3 separate regions of the Sus scrofa genome follow, and all the other regions are linked to region 2. Evidence: chromatin contacts called from public Hi-C and HiChIP or PLAC-seq data. All regions are on one chromosome and are shown on one strand. The core of a region is the stretch at or near the end of the contact, and the rest is flanking DNA. Distances in the headings are between cores, read along the strand shown.

Region 1 (4,731 bases), core at 869-3,368, 320 kb before region 2:
GTACTCCATGGAAGTGCTGTTGTAATTTGCCAGTTTCCAAGATCACACTCTAGTAGCCTCTTTTACCCATCATGGAGTCAGTGATGGTGTGTTTGCAGCAAAAAATATTAGAAAAGACTTCTGTTGTACTTGTTGTTAATGGAAACCCAGATCAAAATATGAGTATTCATTATTTGATGCCACTCTCCAAAAATATGTTTGAAGTTTGAAAAGTTAAAAAAAAAAACAACTTTTGGTTTTGCTTTGTTCTGAAGTGTCGACTGCTCAAAAAAAAAGCAGATTAAACTTAGAAGTATTGGGAGACTTCTGGGAACATTCTGAAGAGTTATTTGGGATATGCTGGACTTATTGTTAAGGGTGTTTGCAGTTATTAACCCCCGTCCTATTTTCACTTCAGATATTTTATTTCAGATTGATAGCTTCCCTTTTCTTATTTATTTTTTTTTTTTTTTTTGTCTTTTTAGGGCTGCACCCACAGCATATGGAAGTTCCTAGGCTAGGGATTAAATTGGAGCTGTAGCCGCTGGCCTATGCCACAGCCACAGCAACACCAGGTCTGAGGCATGTCTGCAGCCTACATCACAGCTGGTGGCAATGCTGGATCCTTAACCCACTGAGAAAGGCCAGGGATCGAACCTGCATCCTCATGGATACTTGTCAGATTCACTTCTGCTGAGCCACGATGGGAACTTTGATGGCTTCCCTTTTCTTGACTGTGGGTTTATCAATCATATGGCTCTTGGAAACACTCATAGCCTTGTTTTGATTTGTGAGGAAGACAAAGAGAAGGAAGGAAAGAAAAATGGAGAGGGGGAAAGAGATTACTGCATGATGGACAGAAGTTGAAAGAGAGAAAAGGAAGACGTTCAGGTTTATGATGATGCTGGGGGGGCAGTTCACAGACTTGTGAGTAACAATGGTCTCCACTTACACAGACTTTCCTTCCAGGGCTGGGAACTGAACTAGATTATTTATATGAATTAGTTCATGGAATTCTCACAGCAGCCTTATGAGTAGGCTGTTTCCTCTATGCCTCACCTAGGGGAATCAACATTTAGAGATGAAACACTTCACTTAAGGCACTACCTCGGCTCCTTCCATGTAATAGATGAGTCTGGATATAAACGCCAGCCTCCTGACTGTCAAGCCCTGCCCTCACGTTACAACACACCCCAGACTGCAGTGAGAGGTGGCAAACAGCGGGTGTGGAGGGTCATGTTGCGTCTGAGCCCTTTGAGAAGGATGGAAGAGGTGCCTGAGAGGGTGTCAGATGGGTTCCTGGTACTTGTCACCAGGCCCGAGAGAGCTTAGGAAATGGGTTCTGAGCTGGAGGCAGAGAGATGGGATTGATCATGGGGCAACTGCTTGGCAGCGGGTATCAGAACATTCCTAAGCTAGAAGTTCCAAACCCAGGAATGCCTCTTTGCAAGTGAAAGCTCACTACCACCCTGGAAGCCGCTGAGACCACTTGCAAACTGAAATTGATGGCTGGATCCATTGTTGGGAAGGTGTTGGACGGTTTGTGGCTTTGTAGTGCTCACCTCTTCAAGGAATTTGCTTCAGAGAACATTCCCTCTGCTCTCAAAGGGTCAACTAGGCAAAATGTTATATTCATTCAAGCAATGGGCCTTTTCTGCATAGCTGCTACATGTGGTCAATCCTTCTGGTCCCCATAAATATTGGACAAACGCCTACTATGTCTGAGACACTCTTCCACGCCACAGAGTGTGATCAGCCCCGCGGACTGGACAACGCCTTCAAAAGGCTGAAGTTTAATTTACTTCATCTCTCATTTTAATACAGGCTCCTCTCTGCCCTTTACACCACAATCCTGGGGGGCACTAAAATACTGCTTAAAGGAAAGAGAGAACACTTTTTTGCAGTGTATTTATAACTTCCTCTCAATTTAGGGTTTGACATGGTTGAGGAGAAAACTAAATATAACCAGTGTTCGTATTTTCCCTCATGAGTCTATTGGGCATTGGAAAAAAAAAAAAGTCGAGAACACAAGCTTTGTGAAAAAGGCTCCCAGGATTAATGAGCAGTTGTATGTATCTCAGGGAAACAGTTTGTAACTAAAAATAGAGTCTCTTTAATTATAGCAACTCAGAGCATTTAATACCCAGATTGTACACTGGGCAGAAATAAATCCCCAAAGGGTGTATGACTAAGGAGGGATGGAGGGGCAGAGCTGAAGGGGTCACAAGAGCTATGCCCCCCCCCCCAATCCAAGGTTGCATTAATGCATGCCTGAGTTTCAGTCAAATATGCTGAGTGCATTCACATGAGAATTTCCTAGTCTCAAAGACAATTAGAAATCAGTTTGTAACGAAGCTAGAAGGAAAAACAGTGCAACATGGGCTATTTTTAGCACACTAAACCCAATTATTAAAAAAAAAAAGAGAGAATGAGTAAAAGATAAGGAAATATAAATGCTACAGGAAAAGGTAATATAAACTTCTTGGTGTGTAGCCATAGTTTACCAAAGAGGTGATTTGTCTAGAACACTAAAGACATTCGTTTAAGAATGGCCGTCTCTGTATTTTATTAGTATTTGTTAAATTCAGATGTCTAGAAAGCTGCTTTCTCAGATGAATTAGAACTCTTAAGATTTTGGTGGGGTTGCTAACTCATGCTGCGTGAACTGTCCTCCCCATTCCAGCCCAGCCAAGGTTCATGTGTTGAAGCCCTTACTTTCAAAGTGGCAGCCTTTGGAGGTGGGCCTTTGGGAGGTAATTAGATTTTGATGAGGTCATGTGGGTAGGGGCCTCACCATGGGGTTAGTGCCCTTATCAGAAGAGAAGGAGACACCAGAGTTTTGTCTCTCTCTCCACCATGTGAGGACATAAGAAGGAAGCCATCTGCAAGCCAGGAAGAGATCCCTGGTCAAGAACTGAATCAGCTGCACCTTGATCTTAGACTTTCTAGCCTCCAGGACTCTGTCGTGAGAAATAAATGTCTGCTGGTCAAACCATCCAGTCTGAGGCATTTTGTTACAGCAGCCATGCAGACTCATGCCTCATACAACCAACCCTGCCACTGGTGTGTTTAAAAAAAAATGCATGGCATGGTTATTGTTCAGTAGTCAAGGAATGACCAATTAAGCATTAAGCATGTTTTTCCCTTCCTCCTAGAGGATTGAAGTCTTCTGGAAATGTCGACAGGTAACGATATCCCCTAATACATGTTCCGATCCTCATCAGCCTTCACCCAAGAACATGTTTAAGGTATGTCCACAATGTGTAGATTTTAACTAAAAGGCAAGAGCTGAAGAACTGAGCATTTCTGTGGAAGTTTAATATTAAAAAGAAGCAGAGAGAGGCTGCCAGCATTTAAACTATTTAATGTCGCACCTTCGTTTGGAAGTAGTAATTGTTATTGTCTTAGCAATGGAAGACGACCTGGTTCTACATACACAGGTAAATGCATTAAGGAAAGAAAACTTCCCATACGGAAGGATTTTGAGCATGGTAATGCTTATTTATAATGTATTTGGTGAATTCCCTCCTTGCAAAAACAACAATCAGATTAACCTGAGGAATGGAAACCCAACAAAAAAAGGAAAAGAATAGAATCATTCTTCTAAACCCTTCATGCACTTTATCTCATGTTTCTTTGTATTTTGGGGTCAAATTATAGTGGCAGGTATAATAGCACCCTGTACTGATGGAGAAATGCAGAGAAGTTCAAGTGAAGGGATAATTTATTCCTCTCTGGTAGATGCTTCCTCAGAAACTTTAAAATAATAGCTTTCCACTTCTAGAGGACTTTGACCAACCATTCTTACATTCTGTTGATGCATTTTTGTTTGTTTGTTTTTGTACAGTGATGAAGGGTCCAGAGCTAAGGAAGAAATTCCACTGCTATTCTCAGATGTATATACCCAAACATGGGTAAAAACAAGGAAGCATTTATAGCACTGTGTATTGTTGAAGTCCTTTTGGTTAAAAATGGGACGAAACAAAACAAACCAAAACAAAACGAAAACATTTCGGGCAGCCTCCTTCCCCTGTTGCCGGCTCGTAAGGTAGGATTGGCTGATTTTTGTTGCTCTCTTCCCCAGCTTGTTTTAATGCAATATGCATAGTCTGAACGTGAACCAAAGGAAACTGCCACTTTTGCGGGTCAGAAATGCAAATATTGGCCATTTCTTATAGTCATGCTTAGAATGGATAGTTCTAGATTTATGTGGCACAGGTTGATTGTAAAACTGATCAAGAGTAGATGGCATTTTAAATGTTCTCTTCTCCCCATTCCTTCGTCTATTCGTATGATTAATGGACATTTCCACGTGCTACACTTTCCGTGGATGCACTCAGACTGTACTGGGACACCAAAAGGTTCCCAGGCTAGGGGTCGAATTGGAGCTGTAGCTGCCAGCCTATGCTACGGCCACAACAACACCAGAGCCAAGCCTCGCCTGCGACCTACACCACAGCTCATGGCAATACCGGATCCTTAACCCACAGATTGAGGCCAGGAATCCAACCCGCACCCTCATGGATACTAGTCAGATTTGTTTCTGCTGAGCCACGAAGGGAACTCCTGTAAGTTTTTGCCATCACAAGAATTAAGAGCCTGGAGCCTAGAGAAATAGGCCTTAGGCTACCTTTTATTCCCAGCGCAATCCACAGCTCTCTCCCACAAAAAAAAAAAGGTGACTAGAACTCTCGCTGTTACAGGAGCAACTTGAGATTGGCTTTTATTAAGGTCAATCATTTTCCAATGTCA
Region 2 (4,508 bases), core at 1,892-4,391:
TCTCATTTTATGTCTTACTTAGTCTTAACCAGACTACAAAACAAGAATTTGATTGTAAACAGAAATAAATGCTACTTTTAATTAAAACCCCCAGTTAACAAGGAATAAAGCAACTCTGATCCCTTTAAGCAAGACAGTAAGGCAATTCTAAATTTTAGAACTGCCAAAGGAGCTCGAAACAGCTAGAAAATAGCCAAGCATCTGTAAACCTCTAAAATACATTTTGAAACATCATCAAAAGAAATAAACTTTAAAATGTGCTTTGCAATTTACTTATAATAATAAACATTGTGTTTCTAGATACGTGCTTCTAACTTCTGTAAGACTCATAAAAATCTCAACAAAAATGGTTCACTTGGAGAACAAGAGAAGACGCTGCAGGTGCTGAGCGGTAGGTAGCTATGGGGCGGAGCTTGCCTGAGTCAGAAGCCTGGTCCTGCTATCATCACTAATGAGCTGTAGATTGCAGACTTTTCCTCCCCAAGAGTGATGACTCTGATTGTAATGACAGAAATGAACTCTTTGGGTTATGGTGAAGATCACATATAAAGTACTTAGAATAGCGTCTGGGAGATAGTAAATATTCAGTAATTATTACTATTAACAATTATTACTATGGTTGGTATGATCCCAGGGCACAGGCAGCCTGGACGCTGATGAGGTACTCACCTCTGATCAGAACGCTCACCTCTAACTTCTCCCTCCCTCCTTTCTTCCTTCCCTCCTCTCTCATCTCCCTTCTTCCTTCCTTCCTTCCTTTCCTTCTTTCCTCTGTCCTTTCTCTTTCCCTCCCTCCCCCTTTCCCCTCCCTCACTTCCTATTTTCTTCCTTCCTTCTTCTTTCCTTCCCTCCTTCCTTGCTCCCACCTTTCTTCCATTCTTCTCTCTCACGCTCTCTTCCTCCTCTCTTCGAGTGTGATTCTCACTTTTTCTGTTTGTTTTTTACCTCCTCTGTTTTATTCTGCCCTCTCCATTTATTTCAATCTTTCCACCTCAATCTCTCCCTACCACCTTCCTCCCACTCCTATCAACCTCATTAGTGTCCTTCCTCCATTTGTTATGACCTATATAAAATGCGTTTTTATGACATACTCTTTTCAAATAATCTAAATTTTTTACATCTCTGCTTTAAAAAAAATAGGCCAGGGAAATATGTTTTACCTCTTGAAAAACAAAGTCCTTAAAGCTAACTTATTTTATACCTGTCATTACCTTGGTTGGGTATTTTTATTTGTGGGACAATAACAAGGAAAGCTGTGGTAAAACACCATGGTAAAACATCAATGGATTTCTAGCCATGAAACTGTAAAGAGAAAGTGAGAGAGAGAGAATATGAGAGAGAGAGTGAGAGTGAGAGATCTAAATTAGGGCTTGTCCAGGGTGTAATAGATTAGCACCTGCTGTTTGAACGTCACTGAAACACGCAATTGGGAAGTTGGGCTGTGCGCAAGAGCCTGGGGCCACATCCCTCAAGCCGCTCCAATCCCTGAGCAGGGCTGGCCAAGTGGAGGTTGGCCAGCATCCATGGCCAGACAAATGGCAGGGGGAATTCCTGTCCTAGGAAGAGGAGAACTAGAGAAACTCCCCTGGCTTTTCCCCTGGAATATTATGATGGTGGGATTCTTATGCCTTTTCGTTGATGTATTTGGAGTGACACTTTTCTTGCCTATATCTCAGAGCAACTGAATTGACGTTAAAGATGATTCAGGAGCAAGGTCAAGTACATTTCAGGTGCTCATGCTGTTACTTGTGTTTGGGAAAGCATGTATCTGCATTTGTTTACTTACTTAGTGGAAGATCCACTATAAAATGGGGACAAAGATGCACTGGGTAGACAGGAAATTTTTAAATAAGTACTTATGAAAAAACTACTTTAGGAAAAGCAAGGGGTTTTTTTTCTGTAAAATATTTTATTATTTTATCAATATAAATTTTGATAACACATAATCCTACATAAACAGAAGTAAAAAGGAAACAAAATTTCCTTTCCCCTCTCCAGTGAAAAGCCTTCTACTTGGTACCTACTTCGTTTAGGATGCCACAAAATGATGGTGTGTCAATGTCCCAAATTACTCTGGACAGAACTGAGATGAAAGCCTGGACAAGTATCAGAGATAACATCACCAGCAGGATAACTTTATATTATAACCAAGTGTCCTCACTTCCTTATACATTATGTTTTCATAAGAATTCTTTTTTCTTTTTTCTTTTTTTTCATTTTACAGCCACACCTGTGGAATATGGAAGTACCCAGGCTAAAGATCTAATGGGAGCTGCAGTTGAGACCTACCCCACAGCTACAGCAATGCGGGACCAGAATCGCATCTGCAACCTAGCTGCAGCTTGCAGGAATGCTGAACCCTTTATCCATGGAGGAAGGCCAGGCATCGAACCTGCATCCTCATGGATACTATGTCAGGTTCTTAACCCAGTGAGCCACGAGAGGAACTCCTCATTAGAATTATTAATAGAAATAACAATTGAAGGCGATGACTGCCAAGCTGCTGTCTTCAAGAACACCTGGTCTTGGATTCTGTCATGGATCTGACATTTACAGCATTGCTCACAGCACACGTTCATCCATTCCACTAGTTTACATTTCTAGAGCATATTTAGTGTCATAAGGATCTTTCATGTGCATCATGATATTTTACAGCTTTGGAGTACTTTAGCACTTATGAAACATTCTGCTTCATGATGGAATTTGAGTTTTACAACAATCTTGGTGTTTTAAAGAGGGGGCCCACTGAAGACCTGTGATTTCAGCCCATGGTCACAGGTAAGAGATAATCCAGTCTTCTAATGAGACTTCATTTGAATCCAGGGCTTCTGATTTCTTTTCTCATGGAAAACCACCAACCTGTACCCAAACAAACAAACAAACAAACATACAAACAAACAAAAAACCTTGCAGGTTTGTTCAAAGAGGGGACAGTGAGCAGAATCTGAAAAGAAGAGAAGTCATGACGTAAAAGCCCTCCACACTTGGTGCAGCCCTTACTTAGGGTAGTCGTGTTGCCCTTTTCCGAATTAAGTTATTCCAGCTACATGAAATGCAACAAGATGACACCAGCAGGGCATTGACTTGATTTAGAACTGAGCCGCACACCTGTTCTTCTAAATATAAACAAATTTGCAACCTGAACCATTGGCAGTTGCTGGAGGGTAAGCAAATGGAAGCCTGGGCTGGTGCCTGCCTGCAGCCTGGCTCTGGACTTACCAATGCACAAGGGCCAAGTAAGCATCATGCCAGGCAGAATAGCTGGTATGGCAATCTGGTGGTCACAGTGACCTTTTATCTCACCAGGGAGATTATAATTATTAGCTTTATTATCCTTATTGTTATTTTTAAATGTGCTTAGTTTGCTCTTGCGGCTCAGCTTGTACCCAGCTTGTTGAGCATTCCGGGTCCTCTTGGTTTCTATGTGTGAAAGTTTCCTAACTTGCTGTGTTTGGAGAAAGCTCATCCTAAAAGAAATTGTTTGCTACACTCCAGAACATAAAATTAAATCTATAATGTATTTTCATTTTCTGTGTGAAACTCTGTCCAGGTTCTAGAGTTCCTGGCTATTCAAAGTATGTGATGACTTCTTGATACTACGATGTCTCTTTCCATTCTCACTCAGAGGGAAAGAAACCACACGGGGGTCCTTGGAAACATTCCACATTATCTTTAACTGATGGGATACTCCAGAGGTGATGCAAATGTAAGTAGCCCCGTGGCAGGCATGCTATGGTGAGGATGACGGAGTTGTACAAACTTGAGAGACTTGATTGATCTGATTGGCCAAAGCTCTTAATATGGTCAGATTATGATAATCAGTTGGTTCTCAAAGCTATTTATTTATAGAATGAGCAGAGAAGTCTCTCAATTTTCTTTCAAAATAATTGTTGGAGTTCCTGTCATGGCTAAGTGAAAAAGAATCTGACTAGCATCCATAAGGACGCAGGTTCAATCCCTGGCCTTGCTCAGTGGGTTAAGGATCCAGCATTGCCATGAGCTGTGGTATAGGTCACAGACACTGCTTGGATCTGGCGTTGCTGTGGCTGTGGTATAGGCTGGCAGCTGCAGCTCCAATTCGACTCACAGCCTGGGCACCTCCATGTGCCGGGGGTGTGGCCCTAAGAAGACCAAAAAAAAAAAAAAAATTCCTATGCAATTGCAAAAAATTTGCATGTTGAAAATTTTGAATAGGCATAAAAGCACCTCAAAATAAAACCATTGCCATCTTTTGATTTGCTTATATGTTCCCCCAATGCCAACCTGGTAATTTGATGAATTCTACTAAAATATCTCCTAGCGTGAATAAATATATTGAATTCTTGGGGTAAATCCTAATTGTGTACGGTGAGGTGTTACATATTTAGATGTAGAGATCAATGTATAAATGTAGATTGATCTAGCTGAGATGGTGACAGAGCTGTAATTCAATTCTCCCTTTGAGAGAACCTACAAAGAGTCATTGGCAGACAGCCTCAGCTGCTGCTATTTGGATTGACCTTACCGTA
Region 3 (4,369 bases), core at 546-3,045, 390 kb before region 2:
TTTTCAGATTCTTTTCCATCATAGGTTATTACAAGATATCGCATATAGTTCCCTCTGCTATACAGTAGGACTCTGTTGTTTATCTGATATTTAGTAGTGTGTATCTGTTAATCCCAGACTCCAAATTTCATTTATCCTGGGTTCCTCTGCTCCTTACGCCTTGGTAACCATAAACTTGTTTTCCATGTCTGTGAGTGCGTTTCTGTTTTATAAATAAATTTATTTGTATCATTTTTAAAGATTTCTACACATACCTGCTATGGTATGATATTTGTCAATAGTGCATTCTTCTATTCACTAAGGGCAAGATTTTTAAACACTTCACTAGATTAATAAATCAAACCAAAGTCAAATCTATGTCGTTGTGGAAAATAATGATTGCCAGTTGTTGGAAGATAGTAGGAAGCCTTAAGGAGCCTTTTAATATTTATTTAGACTGCTTCTGTAGTAAGCTGGGATTGTATTGTTGTGGAGCTACAGATAAGCCCTTTGTATAGATTGGTCACTTTTGCCTTAAGTGCTTTTTGGATAATCGGAAGGAAGTGCTGGTGCAAGCCAGGAACCAGGGTGTCTTTGCTAAAAATAACGAGAAGGAACTTGAGTATTCCTCTGGTTTAGGATGGAAAGCAATGTCACGTGGCATTGTTATCCATGACCATGTTTATGTCTCTGTCATGATTTCCAAATGACATTAATGAAATAGTCATTTAAGTTTCAAGATTCACAATTTGGAGCTTAACCAGGTCAACTGCCTCTTCTTGGGCAGAGTCCTTGGATTTGGAGAATTTTAGATTTATTGAATTACCTATAAAATCTTGGTTCTCTTCACAATTTTGTGTGTGTGTGTGTATGTGTGTGTATGTATGTGTCTTTTTAGGGCCGCCCCTGCAGCATATGGAGGTTCCCAGGGTAGGGGTCTAATCCGAGCTGTACCTCCTGCTTATGCCACACCACAGCTCGCAACAACGCCCGATCCTTAACCCACTGAGCAAGTCCAGGCATCGAACCTGCGTCCTCATGGATACTAGTCGGGTTTGTTAACCACTGAGCCACGACGGGAATGCCTCTTCACAATTTTAAAACCTATATCATCTGCGGTGTAGGATGCTTTGTGGGAGGGAGGAAGCTCTTTGAAACCTCAATTAGCCTTCGTTCGGTGTAAATTTTGATAAGAAGCAAAACTTTGTCACTGGGAATGACAGTTGACCAGTGTGGTTGGGAAGAATTCCATAGGAAGTAGCAGAGGTAAAATGGATTAATGTCCAGCTTTTTCTAGTATAGCTCTTGATAACTAGCTTAGATTTAATAAAACCCACAACCAGCTGGGCTGTTTAAGGCACAGCACCTGGGGTCTGTTTTGCACAGATGAGGGTGCAGCTAGCGCCCCCTGTGGTGGTACTGTCAAAACCTCAGTTTCAACAAAAGCCAAATTTAATACCAAAAGCATTCCAGAGCAATTACGCTGTTGTTGTAGTTAAATTATCTAGAGAGTTGGGTTTTATTGCCGAGCTTTGCTCATCAAAACCCATAGTTAGGAATTGGAATTGTTTGGATGTTCACATTCCTGCCCACAGCTACCTAGGTGGTGCGGCTTGATAGAGAACCCAGCTTTGATTTCTAAGTTTAGCTTCACATCGCGGGCCAGCAGTGAAACCTAGAAGTATTGGTTTTCATGGAAGCGGCGTGGAAAACCTCAGCAATTCCCGAATCTCCGCGGCAGTGCCCATATGTGAGTCTGCCGCTGGGCGGGGGGCAGAGGGGCAGGATTAGATTTCACAATGCGGCTTTCACAAGACCTTGTGCATATGTGCTTGCAAGGCTTCCAGTGACGGTAAAAGACAGCACCTTGGACTTCAGACAGCTTCTATGGCGAGTGTTCAAGCTTTGTCCTTGCAATCTCTTTTCAACAAGGAATTGTTCGGTGTCTGATAATAGTAGAGAATTCGGTTACAAACGCAGCTCATTTCCTTGCCAGCTTCATCTGAAAGTGGGAAGAAGAGGGTGCGGAGGGATTAGCCGTGGAGCCATGTGCCTGCGGCCGCTTAAGCGGGCTCCTTTCTGCGTGCCCAGATCTCTACCAGCTGTGTACTTGTTCATCTTTCACGGGGGGAGAGGGTTTTCCTCTGACGTAGAGACATTCCAGATGGACAAGAGTGTAAATGCCAGGTTGCATTTTTAGGGGCTTACTAATGGAGCCACAGCAGATTAAGGGGGGGAAAAAAAGGGTGACTGCTTATCTTTGTAGGGAAGTGTGGACCGGACACCATCAGCTTTGCTGTTCCTGAGATCCTCTTCTGTTGACGTTTTATAAACGAACAGGGTGTTTCAGCCCACTCCGGGGACTAGAGAGGAGATTCTTAATGCTATTTTTTGTTGAAACAATATTTCAGGCAACCTTTAGGTAAACCTACTTATCGAATCTTGGTTTTAAAGTTAACTGCGAATCTTATCTTAAGGCAAAAGACAATAAAACAAACGGTGCCAAGAAAAAAAACAAAACAAAACCCAAACAGCTCACCAAAACCCAAACAAAAAACCAACCCCAAATTTAATTTATGCACATACATTAAAGGCTTTTGTTGGGAGGGTAGGCTTATTTTGCGAATGACTTCTCTCTCTCATCTGAGCCTATATGTACATGTTCTAGTGGAGTTCTTGGAGGCAAAACATTTCAGTGTATTTTCATGGCTTCATGATTCATGATACACTTGCATTTTATTGTGATGTATGATTCTCTTGAGTTTTCTCCAGTGTAAAGAGAGTGGCATGTTTTCAATTATATTAAAAATGGTTTTTATTTGCCTTTGCATGAATTTTGCAAAAAAAAAAAAAAAAGTTTCTATGTTGTTTTTCATTCACTTTTTGAGTACATTTGAAATTTGCTATCTGCTCTGATCCAAATAAGCTCTTCTCTGCTCCTCTGAAGGAAATAAATTTCCCTGCCCATCAACATTTACTATATTGTAGGAAATGCTACAGAGGTTTGGAATGTGACCTGCTTCAGCTGCTGTTTGGTGGTTCATGGTTCAGGATGTTTGCCAGCTGCCACGGTTTGCTGGCGATGTCAAAACCTTTGTAACTTCAGACTCAAGAACCCAGTACTTATTTGCCTCTTTATTAAATGCAGGTACCATGTTTAGAAGTTCATTTGTCCCAGATCTCCATAGAGGTTTCCTCTGGTCAAAGTATTTGGCTTTATGGAAAATGGAACTTTTCCATTTAACAGCATTGCCTTGTTAAAAAATACAGCAGTTTTATCTCACATTTAGAAAGAAGCATTTGGATTTGGCTTTGAAAAACCGCATGGATGCCTAATGAATATTACTTGCTAGTTGTGACTTTTATTTGTGCTTTCAGCCTTGTGTAATACTTTTTCTCCCGACTGAAACAGGGAGTTTTGGATAATAGGGCTTATTTTTTTCAGGATCTCCCATTGGGCCTCCATGAGTCATCTTTTGGGCACAAACAGAAGTGAATGTATAATTGCCCAGCCTCCCTTATTCCACAATTATCAGATAAAATAATTTGTCATGTGCACTAAGCATTTTTGCTAACAGAATTTATAAACACGTCTTCAAGATCGTTGCTGTGTCTCTCTGAAGAGTTTCAAAAATTCTACTTCCTTGGACATTTTAGGCATCTTACATTGGACTTCGTCTTGTCTGGCTAATTGTGGGCTTGTTCCCATTTACATCTGGTAATTTAACCGCCCCTTCCCTGCCACCGTTCCCTTTTTGCTTATTCCATATAAAACATTATGTTCTTTTTGTTGCATATCTGTATTTCTGGCAGTATATAATTTGTACATATAAATGTATCTTAGAAAATATGTATATGATCACAGCCATTTGGAAACCAAAAAAAGGATCAAAGTAAGAGTCTGATTCATTGTTATTATCTCTATATTACATCAAAATTTAACTTTAACCCCATGGGAGCTAAAATTTCTACCCACGTCTAAATATGCAACCTTGGACATTCAAACTTCACGTTTTTCCAATATACACAACTGTATATTGAGAAAATATTTAGGCTAAAAATAGTATCATGTTCTGTTTAATATTTTGAAAAAAGTATAGTGTTTTCATTTATATTTTTTTATAGTTTTAAAAGTACTCATCATGTGTGTTTGGTTATAGTGGTAGACTAATGGTAGTGTTGGTTTTTCTAGCAATGCAAAATATTTTTACTTTGGTCTGTATTTCTTCAAGTATTACTTCAGATTATTTGTGTAGTAATAAGCCATTTCATTTATATGACAATCACCCACCAGTGCCGTGAAGGTCAAAATGAAACACCTTTCACACATGAGCCGTGAAAACTGAAGGATGCTTTTTTGAACTCAGATTGAGTCTGTGAATAATTAGGG

Evidence for each region. Hi-C and Micro-C count contacts between places; a contact is called where the count stands out from the background. HiChIP or PLAC-seq counts read pairs in DNA pulled down with a chosen protein or histone mark.
Region 1: a contact with region 2 is called in an H3K27ac HiChIP or PLAC-seq map of skeletal muscle, with 4 times the contacts expected there. The contact joins two enhancer-like sites. A contact is called at or near these places in 1 of 47 Hi-C or Micro-C datasets (heart right ventricle) and 1 of 2 datasets of contacts at active chromatin or transcription factors (skeletal muscle).
Region 3: a Hi-C map of skeletal muscle shows a contact between it and region 2, with 7 times the contacts expected there. The contact joins two enhancer-like sites. A contact is called at or near these places in 1 of 47 Hi-C or Micro-C datasets (skeletal muscle) and 1 of 2 datasets of contacts at active chromatin or transcription factors (skeletal muscle).

What each region holds. Positions count from the first base shown.
Region 1 is chr15:128,192,523-128,197,253 of Sscrofa11.1, reverse strand. LOC106506385 (a long non-coding RNA gene) reads left to right here. Exons shown (of 4, transcript XR_001301650.2): 2 at 3,135-3,227; 3 at 3,827-4,027. Among named protein-coding and RNA genes, the nearest start is that of IRS1, 110 kb to the left of the region's middle. Within about 2 kb of position 2,118, at least 1 of the 83 cell types and tissues checked has an H3K27ac peak or open chromatin away from gene starts, as enhancers often do. A contact at or near this core is called in skeletal muscle, where this site is marked.
Region 2 is chr15:127,878,569-127,883,076 of Sscrofa11.1, reverse strand. No RefSeq gene overlaps it. Among named protein-coding and RNA genes, the nearest start is that of IRS1, 430 kb to the left of the region's middle. Within about 2 kb of position 3,141, at least 3 of the 83 cell types and tissues checked have an H3K27ac peak or open chromatin away from gene starts, as enhancers often do. A contact at or near this core is called in skeletal muscle, where this site is marked.
Region 3 is chr15:128,267,852-128,272,220 of Sscrofa11.1, reverse strand. All of the region lies in intron 1 of IRS1 (insulin receptor substrate 1), which reads left to right. Among named protein-coding and RNA genes, the nearest start is that of IRS1, 37 kb to the left of the region's middle. Within about 2 kb of position 1,795, at least 31 of the 83 cell types and tissues checked have an H3K27ac peak or open chromatin away from gene starts, as enhancers often do. A contact at or near this core is called in skeletal muscle, where this site is marked.